Regions from separate parts of the Anas platyrhynchos genome. Here region 2 is linked to region 1. The links are chromatin contacts, called in public Hi-C maps. All regions are on one chromosome and are shown on one strand. Each heading gives the region's core, a stretch centred on a gene start, on an enhancer-like site or on the middle of the called end of the contact. The rest is flanking DNA. Distances are from core to core; before and after follow the strand shown.

Region 1 (2,747 bases), core at 141-2,640:
CACCCATCACTTGGGTGTCCCCCACCCTAAAAAAAAAAAATCCTTGTCCCCAGCTCTGTCCTCCCCGGTCACCTCCCTGGGGGGAAAAAAAAAAAAACCACAAATCTGGCTGCCCCAAAAATGTCCTGAGTGGGGTGGGGGAGAGAGCAGTGGGTTTTTTTGGGGGGGAACTGCTGCTAAAACCTGATGAATGTGTTGCACAGAGGGTTGCTGGTGATGCCTCTGTGACTGTGCAGCTCCCCGCCCTCAGCACCGGACGCGTTCGTCCTTTCCTCCTCTCTCCGTTCTTGTCTTTTTCAATGGTCGGAGCTGCTCGGGGAGCTGCAGGGTGTGTGGGCAGAAGTGGTCGCTTCCAAGGGAGCAGCAGCTCCGCTGGATGGGGAAGGTGATGCGGGCAGGCTTTGGTGCCAAGCTGGGCACTGGCTGGCGACGTTCATATCTGGCTGGCCTCACTGAGAAGCAGCAGCTCAGGCTGTCCAGAAACTCAAGCAAGCCCTTCAGATGGCAGACTTCCCTTCCTCCCTTTGCTTCTCCAGCCAGGTCTCATTCTTGCCCTGGGTGGAGGCAGATTTCCACCCCGCTGGGAATAGTAAGTTGTGCTGGGGGGAGAGCAGGGCCCTCGAGCACTGCCCGTGGGATGAAACGCGAGCCTCGGTGCCGTGCACATCAGCAGTGATCCCCTGCAAATTAAATTTGGTGTGCCTGTCCTGGGTAAAATCTTACACAACTGAAAAAAATCCTTCAGCCTATTGCCTGTTCTGGTCAGGGAGATGCTTTGCTCTCGCTGCCGTTTCTAAAACAACTCGAACAAATCTAAAACAAAAAATAAAATAAAATAAAATAGACCTGGGGGGCTGCAGCTTCGGCTCCTGCCTCCTCTCCAGCAGGGGCAGGACATGGGGGATGGCTTTGGGTGAGCTGCATTTGCACTCCCTGCAGGAGGCTGGGAGCCACCCCCTCATTTTTAGGAGTTTGATGCTCTGAAGACATTGGAGGAGACTTAACTTTGAGGTCTTTATGTTGACTCAGAGAGGAGTTTTGACCCAGCCTCTCAACAATCCTTGGCTGGCCGCATCCCTTCCCACCCCTCCCAAGCTGTTAGCGGAGGGCTCCCTCGTCCCTCGGAAGTGCTCAATTAATTTGTCTTGGGCCATGTCTGGCTTATTCCTTGCCTGGCCCCTGGGTCGAGGGGTGTCACCGTGGGGTCCCCTGAGGCTGGCCCCCGGAGCAGGAGGGGTCGTGCAGGGGGCCGGAGGCGTTTTGAGCGGGGTGTGACCCCTTCTCCCCTTTCCCCAAGGACAGGGAGCTCGGCACAGAAGGCAGGCTTGGAGGCACCTCCCCGCCACTCTGCCTTACCCTCCTCCAAGCCAAGGCAGTAAATCACAGCCCTAATTGAAACCATGCCTGGGCTGTGCCGGCCTGAACTCTGGGGTGAGCGTCCCTGCTTGTAGGGTGGCTGCTTGCAGGGACAGGAGGGCTCCTGGGGTGTCAGCGAGCAGGGCTGGGTCTCTAACGGGCTGCTTGGGGCTCATGCACCACCAGAAATATGCAAAGGGCAGGGGAGCCTCCCAGCACACGGGGCGATGCTCAGCGCTGCCTTGCTTAGCTCAGGACCGCTGTGGGGCTTCCAGTATCCCTACAGGGGATGGAGGGGATGGGCTGGTTCCCAGCGGGATGGGATGGGATGGGAAGGGCTGGGGTGGGATGGGATAGAGAGCATGGTCCCGCAGCCCCAGGGCTGCTCTGAGCCGGGCTGCAGCTTTTTCTGCTCCCCCCCCCCCTTTGGCTGGGGAGCTCTTGCTGCCACGTGGCCTTTTCCACTACAGCACCCTCCTCTCCTCTCCTCTCCGCCCCGCTTTGCTCCTTGCTTCTTTTTCTTTTTTTCCTCAGGAAACATCTGGAAGCTGAGCGAGAAACATTAAAAGGAAAAAAAAAATGAAGGAAAAGAAAAGGAGAAAAAAAAAAAAAAAGCAAGGGGGAGGGGATCTTGGGAACACCATATGATTTCACTTTCCTAAGACAACTGCAATTATGCCTTTGAGGCTTTACCAGTCACTGTAGATTCAAACCATGTTGGATGATGTAAGTGGGAAAATATGAAGGACCTACTGGCTGTTTGAGGGAAGAAAAAAAAAAAAAAGAAAAAGGATCAGTTTCTGGCATTTTATTTAACATTATGAATCAGAAGAAGGGCGACAACCAGATGGACTTTTTCTTTATTGCTTTCCTGGGCTTGCTTGTGCCTTGCTGATCCCTTCGGAGAGGGGGAAATGCCTCCAGCAGCCTGCTCCCAAACCGTCCCGGGCTGGGCTTTGCACCGAGAAGGGATTTGGGTTTCTTTTTTTTTGAAGCCCAGCACTGCGGGATAAGCAGGAGCTCTTGGTCCGAAGGACCCCTCCTGTGCCTGCCCTGCCAGGGTTTCTGCAGGCTCCTCTGCACGGAGGGAGGCTTCAGCTGGGGATAAAATGGGTCTGAGGGCTACTGAGGGATTTGTGCTCCCCCTGTCCCTCAGACAAGGCAGAAACCCTTGATTCAAGCAGCTCCAGGCACCAAAACCTGTCCTGGGGTGCACGGGGAGCACCCCCCTGTACAGACACAGAGCAATGCTTTTCCCAGCCCTGCAGACATCCTCAGGTCCAACGTTGCCCCACTTCCCACCCCAATTTCCTCCCCATCCCCCAGAGGGATTTAGGATCTCTTTTTTTTTTTCCCCCAGATAAAGCCCTCTGTGGTCTGTTCAGCTGGGC
Region 2 (2,747 bases), core at 85-2,584, 240 kb before region 1:
TTCTTCTCTTTTTCTTTCTTCTCTTTTTTTTTCTTTGGTTTGTTCACTGGTGCTTGTGACAATGCAGCTAACTGCTCATGGACAGCTTTTAGCTTAGGAGAGAAAAGTGAAAAAATAGATCAGACTTTGAGGCAAGACAACTGATGCCTCCACATACACTTCCTCTGTACCCTGGACACATAAATATATCCCCAAGTTAGTGATTGAGCAGTCGACTGATTGGACTTCAGAGGCTTTGCTTGAAGTTCTTTAAAGAAGGCAGTGCAAATGTGCAGAAGCTAACTGAAAACTTAATTCTTGCTTTACAGTAGCAAATAAAAATTAAGCTTAATAGTTTGGTCTAGAGTGCTGGCAATGTGGACTCTGAAATGCCAGATTCCCTTCTTGGGTCTCCTATTAACTTGCTTAGAGACACCAGATAAACCATTTTATTAATGCTTTGTTGCATTAAGGTAGTACCTACAACCACTGCATAATAAAAAAGGCCATGGCTCAGAGCTTGTAACAGCCAAAACAGCTTCTGTAGATGAGGTACAGGGTGAAAATATCACACAGGAAGATTGTGACGGGTGTCATTGTGCCCAAGCTCTCACACCAAATGGGGGTCACGTTGCTTACCCAGATCCCCAATATTGTGTGCCCCTCTGTTCACAATGGCTGAATACTTTGGGATCCCCAGAAAGCACAGACCACCATCCGTGAGAACGGTTATCTCAAGGAAAACTACCATGACATCAAAAGTACACTTATTTCACAGCTGGGAGTTCTTCCCCTTGAGCTGGCAGAAGGGGAGATCACTCTGCTGCATCACAGACTAGATGGGATTTTTAAGAAAGAAAAAAAAAACACATTTCTGCTAAGCCCTTTCTACTGCACAGACACACATACACACAGCTCGGCCACTCCAATAACCTGCTCCTGGAGCTCTGCCAGCCGAGTCGCTCGCTCTTCTTCTGAGTCTGAGCTGTCTGAGTCGGAGGAGCTCTCCTCGCTGCTGTGGCTGCTTTCTGTGCTTTTGCTCACAACTGGTGCTGTTGGAGGAGGAGGTGGCGGGGCCTCTGCAGGCTCATCAGGCATCTTCGCAAACCTCATCTCAAAGACATCCTACAAAAAAAAGGGGGGGAAAATGGTGACAAAGGAGCCTCGGCCACAAAGACCTCATTCTTGTCTTTTAAACCCACCAGACACCCCACCACGGGTCAGGGTCCTCCTGCACTGAACAAGGGGTTGTACCAGTAAATAACAAAATACAGCGAGCACTCTAGAGCAGGGGTTGAAATCGTCATAGTAAGATATAGTTCCTCCTCTCATCAAGGACAAAACCAGTCTTGCAGTGGGATAGGAGCAGGCAGAGGAAGGTCACTGAATCTCCCTCTGAGATCCTTTTGTGGCTGGGAAGGTTGTGGAGGGGCGATGGGCTCTCACCCCTCTGCTTCCTGGGAGGCTCCTGCATCTTGTCTGCACCAGCCTCTGCCAGAGAGGGGCACTAGGCTAAACGGATCTGACCCATTCTGGCTTTTCTAACCAACTTCCCTCTAGGTTTGGCTTCACTCTTTGCTGCTCCCCAGCTCAGCAGACTTCTAAATCGGTCTTTAGCTCTTCCATAAGGTCAGGGAGGAATCTCAGCCTCTGCACACCAACTGCACAGCTGGTCTTAATGCCAGGATCCCCCACACCCTATCCAAAGACTGAAGCACTCGCTGTAGTGCTGTACATTGCACAGTTTTCAGCTCAATTTCTGGCACAATTTCTCCCAGTTTTTCCAAGGTGCATGTACAGAGGGGCATACACATTCCGAAAACCCAAGAAAATGCTCCCATTATTTTATACAGCAATGATTATAACATTTTAGGCATGGCATTGGGCCATGCCACGTGAAGAACACAACAGTTCTGCATCAGAGAGTATCTAAAGGCCCTTTTCAAGGACTGGAATTATCACCGACTCTCCCCTGATGGTGCCAAGGGCAGATCCATGCTTGGATGTCTGAATGGACACCGTATAGCTGTACTAAACGTACTCTGAAAGATGCAATTGTCAACACCTTTACCTGGAGCTTCCTGGCCATGGCTACCACTTCGTGGTCTGGAGGATTGTACTTGTAACAATTTGAGAACATTAACCGAATATCTGCTGCAAAACCTTGTGCATCCTGGTATTCCCGACTGTCCATTTTTTTCTGCAAACAAACAAGCCAAAGGGAAAGGGGAGAAAAAGCCATAAGCAAAAAGCATTTACAGTAATTGCATGAAGGATGTGCGTCATGGAGAGGGCTCAGAACAGCTTCAAAAATCACATTTGTCTAAGAGAACAGTAGTTTGATCAGGCTTATTAGCTCCTAAATAACATTTAGAGTTTCTGCTTTTTAAAATAAGCAAACAAAAGCCAGACAACTAAACAAACTGATCTACTTCCACAATAGTTTAAGCTCTTAAGATTCTAAATTTGGGTTGTTTTCTTTAACAGCACTATGTAAGTTTGTCAGGGCCCCCATTCTGCTAGAAAATAAAGGCAGTCAGACAGGGAAAGAGTTTGCAGGATTAGAAACTAATGTAAGCAGAGAACATAGACTGAAGGGCAGGGAGTCAACAGACAACGTTACAATGCCAGGATTACCTTCAGCATGTATTTCTATATGCTGCTTGGGTATTTTTACCCTCTAAATCTGAAAGGGCAGAGAAGATTACAACCATCTCCCGGCTGCCTTCTAACACAAGGCATGAATTACACTTGGTGATTTCTACGCT

What was found. A called contact is a pair of places that touch in the nucleus more often than the background predicts.
Region 2: a contact with region 1 is called in a Hi-C map of liver, with 2.6 times the contacts expected there. The contact joins two enhancer-like sites. A contact is called at or near these places in 3 of 8 Hi-C or Micro-C datasets (liver, skeletal muscle and subcutaneous adipose tissue).

Annotation. Positions count from the first base shown.
Region 1 is chr18:8,645,179-8,647,925 of IASCAAS_PekinDuck_T2T, reverse strand. No RefSeq gene overlaps it. Among named protein-coding and RNA genes, the nearest start is that of COL5A1, 67 kb to the right of the region's middle. Within about 2 kb of position 1,390, at least 2 of the 8 cell types and tissues checked have an H3K27ac peak or open chromatin away from gene starts, as enhancers often do.
Region 2 is chr18:8,883,973-8,886,719 of IASCAAS_PekinDuck_T2T, reverse strand. BRD3 (bromodomain containing 3) reads right to left here. Exons shown (of 12, transcript XM_072025473.1): 7 at 2,051-2,179; 8 at 913-1,104; 9 at 1-92. Among named protein-coding and RNA genes, the nearest start is that of BRD3OS, 15 kb to the left of the region's middle. Within about 2 kb of position 1,334, at least 2 of the 8 cell types and tissues checked have an H3K27ac peak or open chromatin away from gene starts, as enhancers often do.